Linked DNA regions of Sus scrofa: region 2 is linked to region 1. Evidence: chromatin contacts called from public HiChIP or PLAC-seq data. All regions are on one chromosome and are shown on one strand. The core of a region is the stretch at or near the end of the contact, and the rest is flanking DNA. Distances in the headings are between cores, read along the strand shown.

Region 1 (3,906 bases), core at 1,407-3,906:
TGAAGTGGTAATTGGTAAAAGTTTATTGCACATGCACCAAAGGTTTGCAAACTGGGAGCATTTGAACCAAAACCTGGAATGCAGCTCAGAAGTGTATTGTTATAATGCAGCTTATCTAGCTTGGGGACAGTGTTTTTTTTGTTAATAGTTATTGTTTACAGTATTAGAATTTTCTTAAATGAAAGAGAATTGGTTAGTGTTTATTATCAATTTGGGGGAACAGTTTAAGTTTCGCTTATGGTTTTCAGAGGCATAAGCAAGAAGTGACATAGGTCAAGTTAGCCTCACTTGTCTTGCAAGATAAGCTAAATTAAGAGTTGCTTGAATGACTAGACTGTTTTGTCTTCTCAGGCAGTTTTCAGGTTTTAACAACACATCTAGTCCATTCTTACAGATGTCTGTTACAGTGTTGTCATAGTCTCAAAACTAACTTTTGTACAAGGACCAGCAGGGGTAGGATTACTTCGTAAAGTGATGGTTGTAGCCTTGGCAGAAAATGATGCATAATCACAAAGTTTTTGCTAGGCTGGGTAGGGTTTTGTACATTTTAATATAAAAGTGGGTCAGCAAGTCTGATCTTCACAGAATTTATGCTACGGAAAGCTAAATAATAGAACTGCACTGAAAAATAGATCTCCAAATCCTGAAAAATAATCCTTCCCCTTCTTACCCCACTTTCCTCCTAGCTGCTCTATCCTGACTGGCAGAGGGTGATTTAAAAATAGAGCGCGAGTTCTGTCTGAGGAGGTCTGGCCTCTTCGTCTTAATCCTTAGTTCCTTTGCCCAGGCTGGTCATTTCACTTGAGGTGTCTAGATAAAGTAGACAAAGCCCCACCGAAAGGGCTTAAGGATGGTAACTAGTCATTCCTTCTTAGACTAGTTAGGAGCCTGAACGTAGAATTTATTTCCAACTGATTTGAGATTCCTTTGGAGCCATTGTGAAAGATGGAAAGGAAGTAAGGCAGGTTTTCTGAATACAATTAGAGTAATAGAATTGAAATTGACTGTTTTTTATGCCTTTAGGGTCCATGTTTTTGGAATTTTTTTTTCACTACCCACAATAAATTAGACTAGATAGAGATAAATGAATAAATAATATGTACCCACCTAACATGAAAGGTTTATCAAACACTTGCTTTTAGTACATCTGATGCATTCTGATATTTTCTGTTCTTTTTTCACTTATAAAATATAGTCCCCAGAGCACAAATGGGTTTATCACAATGCCTTGCCTCCAGAGTCAAGATCTGAGGATTTAAAGTAGCCCAGAAGGCTAGAGGCCAAGTACACATACACACACAGTCAAGTGTCCACTGGGGTTAGTGGGGCCTTCCAGACTGTGCCTTGCTCTTGTTCCACCCAGTCTGGGCTCCAGCCCCATCCCCCACCTCACGCCACCACCCCACCCACCCCTGCCCACTCACAGTCTTGCCTCTTGGCTGTTCCTGATGTTCTTGCCTCTCTCTCCTTGACTCAGCCTGAGGTAGTCAGTTTTATTAAAGGAAAGCTCCGGTTCCACTGCTCCTCTGAATTCTTCTATGGACTGAAGGGCTAGTAAAACAAGATCCAGGAGTCCCCATTGTGGCTCAGTGGTAACGTACCCAACTAGCATCCATGAGGATGCAGGTTCGATCCCTGGCCTCACTCAGTGGGTTAAGGATCTGGCATTGCCATGAGCTATCGTGTAGGTCGCAGACCTGGCTCGGATCTGGTGTTGCTGTGGCTGTGGTGCAGGCCAGCAGCTGCAGCTCAGATTCAACCCCTAGCCTGGGAACTTCCACGTGCTGTGGATTTGGTCCTAAAAAGACAAAAAAAAAAAAAAAAATCCAGAACAATTTACAAACTCTTGTTTGATTTGGCTTTTGCCATCTATCTCCCCTGAGGCAAAGAGGTAGTGTGCTACTTGAATGAGGCAGGTAGGGTATGGGGAGAAGAGGGACGGAGATTTCCTAATACCTCAGAGAATTACTGGGGACATTTTCTTCTTAATTGGACTATGAGCTTTCAAGGAAAGGAATCAGAGATCTCTACTATGATCCTGGACTTCATTAAAGGAGAATTTTCAAAGAAGAGTCAAATTATGGCTCTCATACAGATAGCAAATGAGTGTGTGCTATTTTATTTAACTCTTAATGAGGGAACCCGGCAGATGCTGTAACCTGGAGAATCCAAAGGACAGACACACTTAGAGACCAAGAATATTTACATGAATGTCCAAATGGAGGAAAAACAAGAATCTACTTGCTAGAAGAGGAAAGTCAAGCAATCCTCTCCCCCAGGACATAATTTTTGTTTCCAGAAACAAGAATTATTTTGCATTGCTTTCAGTATCTATAGGACAGAGCTGTAAAGTAGCTTCCTGAGAGTGAGAATCCAGTAACCCAAGGCTGTCCTCTAAACTAGATAATGCATAGTGTTTATCAAAGCACAAAATTCCCCTACACCCTGCACTAACAACAGTTCATTGCAGCACATGAATTATAAATAAATAGACCTGTGGTGCCCATTCCTGCACAGATTGGACTGTTCCAATTTGTGTGAGGTGACAGCTTGCTTGTTTTAGCTCTTCCAAAATTGCAGGTTCAAAGTCAGGCATGAGCAGAGCAAACCCAGCTAAACAATCATTTGGCAGCAGGGGGCAGCAAAGCTTCATTCATAAAGAATGCAACCTTCAGAAAGAAATTTGTAAGATGGAGTTAGCCTGGAATCCTTGAAGTTTTAAGGTGTCCATAAATCCCCTTAGATTATAGGCATAAAGTTGTACTTCGTGCATTTTTTGGAGAAGAGATTCTTTAATTTGTTTTGCTTTGGGTCTGATGAAGGCTATGAAGCATTTTCCCCTGATATCGGAATGTCCACGTCCCAACTATCATATTCGCAAGTTGATTCCCAAATTAGCTTCAAATTAGAAATGCCTGAGGAACTATTGTCGAACCACAGCAAGTAGCCATTTTTGTAAGGTCAGTAAAGGGTTAAGTATCAGCAGTTTCTTGAGGTTCAACCAGTATATTCAGATTCCCAGTCACGTCAGCTCCCCTGTTCTGATACAGCCAGTGGGTGGATGAACATTTGAGATTGACCACCATCTCCAAGTTGAAGTTTAGGAAAATGGACTTTTGCACCCTAGTTCATCCCAAGGCCTCAGGTTTAACCCCAGTCATGTCTATCCACAGTGAACAGTGAGAGGCAAGTCGGTATTAGGGCCATCACTGCCACGCAGTTCACTGGGGGGCTTTCTCAAGGTGTCTCAAGCCTCAAAATCTCTTGGGGTGCTTCTTAAAATGCACATTGTTCAGAGTTCCCTTGTGGTGCAGCGCATTAAGGACCTGGCAGTCGTCACTGCAGTGGCTTGGATTGTTACTGCGACATGGGTTTGATCCCTGGCCTGGGAACGTCCATGTGTTGTGTGGCCAAAAAAAAAAAAAAAAAAAACATATGATTTGGCCCTCGCCAAATGTGTGGAATTAGATTTTTTGAGTGGTAGGCTGGAGAATCTGCATTTCTTTTAATTTTTTTAAAAATTGTAGTTGATTTACAGTGTTGTGCCAATTTCTGCTGTACAACAAAGTGACTCAGTTTGTGTCATTCTTTTTCATATTCTTTTCCATCGTAGTGTATCCCAGGAGATTGGATAGCATTCCTTGTGCTATATGTTGTTTATCCTTTCTAAATGTAATAGTTTTTGTCCCCTAACCCCAAACTCCCAATCTATCCCTGTCCCTAACCCCCCATTGGCAACCACAAGTCTGTTCTTTATGTCCCTGCATCAGTTTCTGTGAGAATCTGCATTCTGTAGGGTCCCTAGGTGACTCTCACAGAAGAAGGGAGGGGAAAATGATCTGGGGTCTGTTAGCTAAATCAGAGTGTAATTGTTAAAATGGTAAAGTCATGGCGCTCATTCAAATA
Region 2 (3,972 bases), core at 1,170-3,669, 120 kb after region 1:
ATCCATCATAAATGTTCTTGATCAACAGAATAGCCATAGCAAGGTAAAAGCATCACTTGTGCAGCTTTTCTCCCTGGGTGCCCACCATAAAACCTGCCCTGTTCAGCCTGTCATTACACACACACACACACATATCTAGGGGTGTGTTGCACCCCTTGTGTTGCAAATAGCTGCACACCAGATATTCATCATGGTTTCCTGTTTTGTGTTTTTATTGTGGTTATGGGCTTTGATCAGTCAAACTGATATCCATAGTCACCATTTTCCTGTTTGGTGTCTGACACATAGTAGGCACTCTACGATTTTGCTGAGCTGAATTTTATAGTTCCGGGGGTGAAGGCAAATTCTTCTTCTACAGATAGAGGCTGTTAACAACCGATGGTTATTAACACAAATACACTGTTTGATCCTCTTTCCTGAGAACTAGGCTCTTAGGCAGATCCACAGCCCATGCCCAGTGGGTGGACTTGCACATTCAAATGACGACACATCAGTTTCCAGCAACAAACGGGCAGTATTGCCTGATGTTGCTGAGGTTCAGCTATATATACAGCTAATAAAGACAGATGTTTTTCATAGCATTTGGAAGGAGGCCCTTAGAATCCTGGTAATGAAGTAGTCCATTTCATTACACACATTTGCAAATATAATACAGAGGTGTTAATTAACTCTTCTGGTCAAATCACCTCTCTCTCCAGCACAGAGGGGAGGAAGGCTGGCCTCCCTCCCACCCTAAGACAAAAACTGCACAACAGAGGCATTAAACCTTCACCTAAAATGGCAGGAACTTCTTCTATTCCCATGAGAAGTTAGTACTGCTGCAAGAGCAAAGGACCCTGGTTCTTGAGTTCAAATCCACCACTTCACAAGATAGGGACATGGAGGCTCAGAGACCAGAAAGGACTTTTTTTTTTTTCCCCCAAGATCAAAGAGCTATCTAACAGCAGCTCTGGGACACACACCCAGTTATCCAAACAGTTAGATAACGGACCATCCAGACCAGGAGAATGTGGGCTTTCAGCACAGTGTGGATCCAGCTTACTAAAAATTTAACTACCAGTTCCTCAGGGGATCATCAAGTCAATTCCCAAACATCTTTTCCAAATGCATCTGGACGCCAAACCCTCCGCTAGTGCCCTAAGCACTATCCCTTCCCCAATATCTGCTTGAGACATCTTTCCCCCCATTTCTGCATCTTTATCCTCGTCTCTTCCACCAGCCCCTTTTCTTTCCCTCCAGTGTGTATTCATCGCCATGGGGAGAAGAAAAAAACAGGCTCCACGTGGCCAGCTGCTCCTTGTAGTGATAATTCTATGTCTCTCTCCACTATTACTGGCAGACTCCTGGAAGTGATCTATACATCAAGGCCTCCCTTTTCTCACCTCCCTTGACTCCTGGAAGCCCTTGCAGTCTGGCTGCCATCCCAGTGCTTTACAGAAACCACCCACCCAAGGGTCAATGATGTGCTTGTTCTAAATCAAATGGCTTTGACTTGGTCGTAACTCTCTTTGACGTCAATGACGGGGCTTCTCTCATAGCGATAGTCATCGTGACAATACAGAAGCTTTTATACTTAAAAATAGGTCAGGTCTTAAAAAGCCATTTGTAAGTTTAGTAGTTAAAAGGGCTTTGGAGCCAGACTGCCTGGTTCACATCTTGCACAACTGACTGGCTGGATCCCTTGTGCCAAAGCTTCCAGATCACTAAACTGGGAACGTGACAATACCCAGCTTGCAGAGTTTCAGTGAAAGTCTATGAAGTATGCTTAGAACACTGACAGGTACATATTATACCCTCAATAAATGTGAGCTGCTATTGCTGGTATAAGATTTGCGAATCTAAGGGGACCGAGAAGGGTTTGTTTGCAACATTCATTCGCGTGCCCACTAAGCAGAAGCACTAGTTGACATTCTAAGGTTTCTAGTTCTCCTTGCTACTGTCATACATCTCTCTCAGGTATAGTTCCTTAAAATAGATCAGTCTGGAAATCTATAGAGGCAATTGGCACTCCCTCCCCAGGTGGTCTCCATAAGTATCTCAGAGATCTATGGTATCCACACCCCAATCACCCAAGGTTCATTTTATTTTTTATTTTTTATTTTTTAAATCTTTTTATTTTTTGGCCATGCTCAAGGCACGTGGAAGCTCCCAGGTCAGGGATCAAACCCTTGCCTCAGCAGTGACCTAAGCCACTGCAGTAACAACACCAGATCCTTAACCTGCTGAGCCACCAGGGAACTCTAGCCAAGGTTCATTTTAATGCGGAATGGAGTCATACGAACTTAGATTATGCAACACCCATGGCTTGCAACAAAAATCTCCAAGTGGCACTTTCCACTTTCTGCAAGCTAAGCCCTTGCGTTTTCCAATCCCTAGCTGGCTCCTAAATCTGCATGAGGTTTCTGGGGTTGATGCTCTGTTCCAGTCTCCTATTCAAGATTTTTTTTTTTTTACAGCCACACTTGTGGCCACTTCCTGGGCTAGGGGTCAAATAGGAGCCACAGCTGCAGGCCTACACCACAACTATGGCAACACGAGATCTGAGCCACATCTGTGACCTACGCTGCAGCTTGAGGCAATGCCGGATCCTTAACCCTCTGAGCCAGGCCAGGGATCGAACCCACATCTTCACAGAGACAACGTTGGGTCCCTAACCCGCTGAGTTGCAATGGAAACGCCTGAGATTTTTTTTTCCATTTTGCTCTTCATTTTTTCTTGCTAATAACTGTAGAGTGTGCAAGCTCAACATTTTCCACATACTGTATCATCCCCTCTTTGTTCTACATGATGGTGAGTTTGATGATGATGACAACGGAAGATATTTCTTGAGTCCTTACTATGTGTTAAGCTCAGTTCTCTGCCCATGATGGTCCCCACTGCCCCCACTTTGCCTCAAAGGCACATGCAGAATTCTTCCTCTCGCTTTCAATTTTAAACAATGACTTCTACTTTCATTTCCATTATGAGCAAGTCTCTGAGTAACATGTTCCACACTCTCCCTGCTCTTGTGCACATGAGAAATAAAGGATTTAGTAATATTCATAAGACACCTTCAAACCAGGCACAACACACCCCCAATAAGCCATAAATAAGGGGCAATCAAAAGGCTGAAGTTGGAGTTCCCGTTGTGGTGCAGCGGAAGTGAATCCGACTAGGAACCATGAGGTTGCGGGTTCAATCCCTCGCCTTGCTCAGTGGGTTAAGGATCCAGCGTTGCCATGAGCTGTAGTGTAGGTTGCAGACGCAGCTCAGATCTGGCATTGCTGTGGCTCTGGTGTAGGCCAGTGGCTACAACTCCGATTAGACCCCTAGCCTGGGAACTTCCATATGCCATGGATGCGACCCTAAAAAGACAAAAAAGGCCAAAAAAAAAAAGGCTGAAGCTAAAATAACTGTCCCAATGACTTCTTTCTCTTTTTGGTGGCAGTGGGTGTGTTTTACCCAGAACACAACTTTTCTTCCTAAGTTTAAAATAAGCTGAAAGATGATTAGAGAAGCTTCTGTGGGATGGTTGAGTGTTCACCAGGTCCCAGGCTCTGTGCTAAGAAGCTTTACATGCATTATCTTCTTGAATCTTCTAAACAATCACGAGCAGAGTAGTGTTAGCATCTCTATTCTGCAGATGAGGGAACCGAAGTTAAGAAAATAATTTGCCCTACTCAGCGGAAGCCAAGATTCAGACCCAGGCATATCTGACTTCAAAGCCCATGCTCTCAGCAGCTCAATTCCTAGGCTAATTCCTGCAGCGGGATGTTCTCCGGGTTGTCCATCCACATCTGACAGTCTCTTTTCTGCCTTCTCTCCCTTCTCCCATCCCCCGTGGGGCTTTTAAGTCCTGGAGGCGGTCATTCATTTTCACGTCATCCCTGATCTTGCCTATAAACATTTTAAACTCATCCCATTCACTCTGATCTCTCTAAAGACCTCCCTTCTGGCACATAGTACGTAAACAACACATATTTGTTGAATGAA

What was found. HiChIP or PLAC-seq counts read pairs in DNA pulled down with a chosen protein or histone mark.
Region 2: a contact with region 1 is called in an H3K27ac HiChIP or PLAC-seq map of alveolar macrophages. The contact joins two enhancer-like sites. A contact is called at or near these places in 1 of 5 promoter capture datasets (liver), 30 of 47 Hi-C or Micro-C datasets (adipocytes, adipose tissue, alveolar macrophages and 15 more) and 2 of 2 datasets of contacts at active chromatin or transcription factors (alveolar macrophages and skeletal muscle).

What each region holds. Positions count from the first base shown.
Region 1 is chr2:24,628,940-24,632,845 of Sscrofa11.1, forward strand. No RefSeq gene overlaps it. Among named protein-coding and RNA genes, the nearest start is that of TRAF6, 22 kb to the left of the region's middle. Within about 2 kb of position 2,657, at least 2 of the 83 cell types and tissues checked have an H3K27ac peak or open chromatin away from gene starts, as enhancers often do. A contact at or near this core is called in alveolar macrophages, where this site is marked.
Region 2 is chr2:24,750,287-24,754,258 of Sscrofa11.1, forward strand. All of the region lies in intron 2 of PRR5L (proline-rich protein 5-like), which reads right to left. The region is part of intron 1 of LOC106507997 (a long non-coding RNA gene); the gene reads left to right. Among named protein-coding and RNA genes, the nearest start is that of PRR5L, 60 kb to the right of the region's middle. Within about 2 kb of position 2,420, at least 1 of the 83 cell types and tissues checked has an H3K27ac peak or open chromatin away from gene starts, as enhancers often do. A contact at or near this core is called in alveolar macrophages, where this site is marked.